Linked DNA regions of Sus scrofa: region 1 is linked to region 2. The links are chromatin contacts, called in public Hi-C maps. All regions are on one chromosome and are shown on one strand. Each heading gives the region's core, a stretch centred on a gene start, on an enhancer-like site or on the middle of the called end of the contact. The rest is flanking DNA. Distances are from core to core; before and after follow the strand shown.

The links. A called contact is a pair of places that touch in the nucleus more often than the background predicts.
Region 1: a contact with region 2 is called in a Hi-C map of embryonic fibroblasts, with 2.1 times the contacts expected there. The contact joins the enhancer-like site here to the promoter of SLC40A1 in region 2. A contact is called at or near these places in 1 of 5 promoter capture datasets (fetal liver) and 9 of 47 Hi-C or Micro-C datasets (blood, embryonic fibroblasts, fetal liver and 4 more).

Annotation. Positions count from the first base shown.
Region 1 is chr15:94,205,561-94,209,484 of Sscrofa11.1, reverse strand. No RefSeq gene overlaps it. Among named protein-coding and RNA genes, the nearest start is that of SLC40A1, 46 kb to the right of the region's middle. Within about 2 kb of position 1,609, at least 2 of the 83 cell types and tissues checked have an H3K27ac peak or open chromatin away from gene starts, as enhancers often do. A contact at or near this core is called in embryonic fibroblasts, where this site is marked.
Region 2 is chr15:94,159,900-94,163,704 of Sscrofa11.1, reverse strand. It overlaps SLC40A1 (solute carrier family 40 member 1), which reads left to right and starts at 1,912. Exons shown (of 8, transcript XM_003483701.4): 1 at 1,912-2,288; 2 at 2,760-2,827. The coding sequence starts at 2,246.

The sequences.
Region 1 (3,924 bases), core at 360-2,859, 46 kb before region 2:
AGAAAGAAAAGTTCCTTTCTATTCTTTGAAATCTTTTGGAAGAGACCTCCCGCTTTGCCTAGATTCCTGAATAGTGGTTATGCTCGTGAATGGGAGCATATTTGTGTACTAAGGTGGGGAGTGGTGCTGGGGTAAGGAGTGGAGGGCAGCAACAATGTGGAACCCATGCATGACTTCATCAGTGAGGAAAGCAAAGGAGGGAGGCAGGCCAAAGATCTTCCAGAAGGACTTTGAGCTGCTAGACCAAACCCTGCAGGAAATTAGACCTATTTCCAGACAAGTCAATAAATTATCTTTATTATTTAAGCCAGATTTTGGTTGCTTATTAATTAATTTATTTATTTTTGCTTTTTTTCATTTATAATGATTTTTATTTTTTCCATTATAGCTGGTTTACAGTGTTCTGTCAATTTTCTACTGTACAGCAAGGTGACCCAGTTACACATACATGTATACATTCTTTTTTCTTACATTATCATGCTCCATCATAAGTGGGTAGATATAGTTCCTAGTGCTATATAGCAGGATCTCATTGCTTATCCATTCCAAAAGCAATAGTTTGCATCTATTAACCCCAAATTCCCAATCCATCCCACTCCTTCCCCCTCCCACTTGGAAAGCAGAAGTCTGTTCTCCATATCCATGATTTTCTTTTCTGTGGAAAGGTTCATTTGTGCCGTATATTAGATTCCAGATATAAGTGATGTCATATGGTATTTGCCTTTCTCTTTCTGACTTACTTCATTTAGTACGAGAGTTGCTGCAAATGGCATTATTTTGTTCTTTTTTATGGCTAAGTAGTATTCCATTGCATATATATACCACATCTTCTTAATCCATTCATCTCTCAATGGACATTTAGCTTGTTTCCATGTTTTCACAATTGTGAATATTGCTGCAGTGAATATGCGGGTGCATGTGCCTTTTTCAAGGAAAGTTTTGTCTGGATATATACCCAAGAGTGGGATTGCTGGGTCATTTTATTTATTTATTTATTTATTTATTTATTTATTTATTTATTGGTCTTTTTAGGGCCACACCCACCACATATGGAGGTTCCCAGCCTAGGTGTTCAATCAGAGCTGTAGCCTCCAGCCTATAACACAGCCACAGTAATGCAGGATCTGCAATCTACACCACAGCTCACGGCAACACCAGATCCTTAACCCACTGAGTGAGGCCAGGGATTGAACCTGTACCCTCATGGATGCTAGTCAGTTTCGCTAACTGCTGAGCCATGACGGGAATTCCTGGTTTGTTATTTTATAGTTGTTATTTATAACATAAAGAGTTCTGATCAATATAGCTGTCCAGAGGGGATTTTCCTGATGACCCGATCTGAAGTGGTTCTCTTTCCCCACTACTACTTATCATAAACCCTTTCTATTTCCTGCATGTTACTTACCACAATCTGTAATTATATTTTTGGTTTGAGACTATAAAGCCTGCAGGGTTGGGAACTTGTATATCTAGTTCACTAATTATAGCTGGCATCTGGAATAGTGTCTGAGAAGACAGAAATAGCATTTATTGGATCAATGAATTAGAAAGTTTCTGTAGATCCAAAAATGCATTTTTTTCCCATTTCATGATCGATGATCCCTTTCAAAAGCAAGGAAAGAGATAGATTATAATTGTACCCTATGAGCCAGTCAGAAGGAATTCTGACGGTCTTTCCAAACGAAATGGAATACTTTTCCTAAAAGTCAGCTTTTAACATGAAATTTTGTTATTTTTACCTAACTGCAGTCAGACTTTCAGCAGTTTTAGTTTGGTCTCAGACAAAGAGCTTTTTTCACCATCTGTTTTTAATTTTGAAAGGGCTTTCCAAAAGACACACGTTTGAAAACACATTGAAACAGAACTTAGCTTTAGAAGAGGAGCATAATGTTTTCCCCAAAAACCCTGACCCAAAAGGCTAGAAATTAATCATTTAGTACAACAAAACAGAAAAACAAAAAGCTTCGTCATTTTGTGATGCTTGCTAAGAAGTATCACAAGTAAAAAGAAATGAGATATGAAAATAGTAGAAGATAATTTATATGCTCTGAATGATGCAGAAGAGACATCTTGGGGAAGATTTCTATATAGACTGCTAATGCTGTCAATAACATTTAAGTCATTGCTTTACCTGTGATGTAGCAATCAATAGCAAAGGATTCTATTTTCTGTCTTTTATATATTTTAAATTATAAGCCATTCTTTGAGTTCCCTTTGTGATGCAGCAGAAACAAATCTGACTAGTTTCCATGAGGATGCGGGTTCCATCCCTCACCTTACTCAGTGGGTTGGGGTCCAGTGTTGCCGTGAGCTGATGTGTAGGTCACAGGAGCAGCTTGGATCCTGCATTGCTGTGGCTGTGGTGTAGGCTGACAACTGTAGCCCCAACTCAGTCCCTAGCCTGGGAACTCCCATATGCCTGGGTTCGGCCCAGGAAAGGCAAACAAACAAACAAACAAAAAAGCCATTCTTACATGCGAAAATAATTTTTAAAATCTGCAGGTTGTCAATAGCCTCACAGAGTCCTCTTTAATTTGGGAGAGACCAGCACAATAATTTTACTAATTTTTCTAATAAGAATCTCTAACTCTGGATATTTAACATAACAATATTCATTAATTCACTTGAAATAATTATTGATATGCTGAGCACCTTCTTAGACATATTTGCACAAGGTGATGGGATCTCAGCTCTTAAGTTGGACAGTATGTAAATGTTCTTGGCACATATTTTATATTTTAAATGTGTCAGGAAATTTAAAAGATGAACTGCTAAAATCTTCCACAATGTATAGTTTTAATGATCTGTCAGTGAAATGTGTAATAGGAACATTTGGGAGCTCTAGATAATATAGAATCCTGGAACTGCCGTAATATAAAGGGATCCTAGAGGTCATCGAATCCATTCCCTGTGTCTGATAGTAGTGGAAAAAAGCCATTCTAGAAAATAAAAATCCATCTCATTTTGAGGTCCTGAGAAATCTGACTTCCTAAAAAGTAGACACTTCCGTTCTAAGATAATTAAGTTATGATGGTAGTTTTTAAACAGATAATGTTGGAATTTTGCTGCTTTGTCCTTCAATCATAGGACTTAAAAGACAAAAGATTAATTTTTAGGAATTTTAAAAACTAAAGAGCTAAGAAAGAAAAAATTCTTTCTGTATCTAGAAAGGAACAGAAGCCTGAATATTTAGTTAATAGACAGTAAAATTTGTGTGGCATCAGACACACAGCAACATTTTAATGATGCAGTTATTCTAGTGCGTAATCTACACAAGTCTTTTTGGTCTATTTTACTCATGAAGTGCCCACCATGATGTGTCACCACTGCAAGTATTAATTATGGTTTTTCCTTCAAGAACACCTGACATGGGAACTCTTTGTATAAAGGAAGGCTTCCCCTTTAGTCCTCTGCCACTGGGTAGAGACCTCTTCTGCCTGTGATGCTTCACAGCCAGAGCCCTTTCCTCGTTGCTTTCTTTTCCTGAGTTCTTGCTCCCTGCTGAAAAAAAAAATTGTTCAGACCTTGGAAACCAAGCTAAGAGAGTACAATGTATTTTTTCCTGCAGCTCCTGTCCATCATCAAGGATTCTTCAGTTATCTTTGAGGCATGCACCTGTTTTTGAGACTCACTATTCTATTGATTAAGAGCTTGGATTTGGGGACATTATCTTTTAATTTATAGATTTATTTCTAGTAGAGATGCAAATGATTTTTTTCTGGTATACAAGGCAATCCAGTGGTTATGGTGATTTAGTATCATTTTTCTATAAGATATTCACCAGTTTAATATTTAACCTAGAAATTGTATTCTAATATTCTTCCTCAAAATGCACTTTGCACCAGTGTTACCATTTTCTTGGTTCTCTTATTAATGGGTTGGATAAAATCTTTGAGACATATATATTTATTTGTATGGAAAGAT
Region 2 (3,805 bases), core at 663-3,162:
TTCTTTTTCACATGCCTAACAGCAGGCTCCCACCTGTCCTTTTTGCCACCCCACCCCACCCCATTCTCTCAGTTTTGGCTTCATCGGACTCCCTGATGACAATTGGAATTAGTCTCCAATTCACATTTTGAGGTATACATGATTTACTGGCATTTATCAGCCCGTGTCAACTGGAAGTATTTTTTTTTTAATCAACTGAATCTCCCTTTAAGCCACCTGGAGGCTGAGGACAGAACAACACTCCCCTTATGGCAAGTAAAAAATCAATATAAAGCCTTCGGAAGTCCTCGTGGCTGAAAGCCACTGTGCAAATGTGCAAAGTATCATTATCTTTTGCGCCTTGCTTGAGGACATATCAACAAAATTCATCTCCAGTTAAGAGATACCATAATGTGGAGGGGATTAATTTGCCAGTTCCCTCCTTCTGTAGGTGCCTCATATGAGGGTGCCTTGGTTTACGTCTCAAGGACTTGTGGACACACGACCCTATTCTCTAATTTTAGAGGACAGACCACAACCTCTCTAGGACTGAAGAGAAAGGACGTGAAAATGTGAAAGAAAGGAAAAAAGAGGGCTTGAGAAGGATAAAAGTTAACAGCAGTAGCTAAAGTGTAAATCCTCTATCTCTGACCTCCAGACCACATCCCAACCGAATCCAGCTGCACCCCGCCCGTCGACCTCTGGGGCTCCTGATCGAGAGTCTAGATACAGGGCATATATTCACGTGTGTCTCCCTTCATTACTAGGTGACCGTCGGGCCTGTGTTTAGGGTGTGGAATCTAGTTGGAGTTTCAATGTGTAGGATCCAGTCCCGGAGCTTCGGTGAGATTGAGAAGGGTAAGGTAACCGGGGGGGCTAAACGAGCTACGGGGGCTTTCGCATAGAGGAGGTAGGGGTGGGGATGGAAAAGTCAGTAAAGGTTCAAGTCTGGTATTCTTTAGCGTCCTTCACCTGAACTTCCAGGACACCGAATGGATGTATCGGGACTGGGATACAACTGGGATAACCGGTATTCCTAGTAACTGCCTGCCAGTTTCTAGGCCATTTGGAGGAGAGGTGGGGAAGGAAGCGACGCGCAGGTGCGGGCGGGGGCCAGAGGGAGCTGAGGGAGAAGGAAGGATGGTGAAGGAGATGCTTGCGCCGTTTCCTCCTGGTTGTATCTCCAGGAAGGATTCAGAGACCCGAGTTCTAGGCTGGTGGCTGGGTTCCTAAGTCACTGCGGGATTTAACCCTTATAGGGTTCCATTTTCTCCTCTGAAGAGGTCTGGACCCTGATCTTTGCGCCCCTTCCTGGCCCTTAATTCTGGTTCTTTGAGGGAAGCCCCGCTACGCAGTCCTGGGAAGAAGACATTCCGCAGGCGGGCCGGAATGGGAAGGCCAGGAAAGCGGCCTCTGTGACATGGACTATGTTTATTTAGCTACTTATATTAAAAGTGATTTTCGTTTAAAAAAAAAAAAAAAGATGTCCCCCCCCCCCAAGCCGGGCCTGGAGTTTTGCACGACCACCTTTGGCGGCCGCCCTCTTCCCGAGTCGGCCAGGCAGCCTGTGCGAAGCGCAGCCCCGCAGCCCCTACCCGGGCTTGGGGCATGCATCTCCCCGCCCGCCAGGCTCCCGGTCCTGCCCTTCCCGGTCGCCTGGCCTCCCTCAGCCCCTCTCGCGGCCTCCCGGAGGAAGGAAAACCCGGCGAGTGGAGCGAACCCGGGGAAGGTCGCAGCAGGCCCGCAGCTTGTTTGCAGCCAGTCGAATGCTAGCGCCGCGGACTGGCGGCGACTCCCGAGAAGGGCGTGGAAGGCGGCTTGGCCCCGGGCCTCGCGCCGCGGGGACGCCCGGGTGGCTCTGAAAGGGAGGGGGCGGCCCAAGAGGCGGTGGCGGCGGGAGCCCCGCCCCGGCCCCGTATAAGTGCTGGGCTTGGGCCGGGCCCGCGGCGGCGGCGGCAGCGGCGGCGGCACAGGGCACCCGACGCGGTTCGGACGCCTGTTGAGCCTCCCACCCGCCTCCATAAGGCTTTGCCTTTCCAACTTCAGCTACAGTGTTAGCTAAGTTTGGAAAGAAGACCTAAAGAAGACCCCGGGGCCGTTTTCCTTTTTTTGTTTTTGCTACAGTTGTCTCGGTCTTTTTGCACAAAGCTGTTGTGTTTTCAGAGGTGCTCTCTTCAGTTCCTTGCATTCCTGCTAACAAGCATCTCCGCAAGAGCAACAGCGGCAGCGGTAGCAGCAAAAGAACGAGTGGGGGTCGCCTTGTGTCATGACCAGGGCAAGAGAGCAAAACCGCCAGGGAGGATGCTGTGGTGAGTTGAACCAATGCAGTGGAGACCCGCAGCTCCAAGCAGGTGTTGGAGGAATGTGGCTCAGCTGTTAACCGGAGTGCTTTGTAGCTCCTTTGACTCTTGTTTTGGTGGAGGTTGAGGAAGAAAGGAATTTCAAGGTATGGGGAAAGGGGCTTGTACACAGGCAAGGATGGAGTAGACTGGGCAATTTGGATTGCCTTATTAAAAATGAAATGGAGTTTAAAAATGTTGAAAACAAGAGGTTGTTTTATTGTATGTGAAGTTATGCAGTTATTTATTGATCAACAAGTCATGCTGCATTTTTAATCAACCCATCAGTGTCTAGGTGACTTAATAAAATATTCGTGATTTACTGCACAAAGTGGATTTTAATAATTATGTTTAATAAGAGCAAATGAATAAGCATTCCAACCTCAGCTCACTCAAGTGACTAACTATGCTTTTTATCTCACCCCTTGTGTGTCTTTGCAGGATCCTTAGCAAACTACCTGACCTCTGCAAAATTCCTTCTCTACCTTGGTCATTCTCTATCTACTTGGGTAAGTGAAAATCTGCAGTAGTTCTTCCAACATACTTGCACAATTTCTTATTTCCTTTCATTTGGTCCAATTGTATTAAGCCATCCTCCAGTTTTGTCATGCAGCTAAAGAAACAAATCAACCAACACACATGCTTTCACGAAAAAGTTATTTTCACCAAAGATGTTTTCCCAAAGGTGTTAGCAAATGCTATTTAATTATTGAATTGTCACACTTTGTGTAGATTGACAACTATCCAAAGACACGATTAACAAGGGCAGCATTAATGGTATTGTTTGTTAAAATGTATTTTGCATTATAAAAGGCTTAATAAATGGTAATATCTGCCACTGAGAATGAAGGGATATGTCATGGACCTTCAGTTTTTTCACATTTGAAGATATTTCTCTATTTTCTTCTTTCGTTAAAACTATAAGTTCCAGGAATTCCCACTGTGGCTCAGCTGGTAACAAACCCAACCCCTGGCCTTGCTCAGTGGGTTAAAGATCTGGCGTTGCCCTGAGCTGTAGTGTAGGTCGCAGGTGCAGCTCAGATCCTGCTTTGCTGTGGCTGTGGTGTAGGTGGACAGCTGCAGCTCTGATTCTACCCCTAGTCTGGGAACTTCCATATGCCACAGGAGTGGCCATAAAAAGCAAAGCAAACAAACAAACAAACCCTATGAGTTCCAGCATACTGCACTATGAAAATACAGTATAATAGTGCAGTGATTGGCTTAGGCTAAGAATAGCATTCTAAGAGTAATTTAAATATGATTCACCCCAAGAGCAAATATCTGAGTGATGAAAATTCTGGTCTTTAAAAATGTTATCTTCAGGTAGATAAGTGCGGGGCATCTCAGCCTATCGTAAAAGCCATTATCCAAGAAAATCAGCAACTAATTCATAATTATCCCTCTGACTTCTTATGTGGTCTTGGAAGAGTCCCAGGGTTCCTGTGAACCTTCAGCAACACCTACCAATCCAAAAGAATAATCCCAGA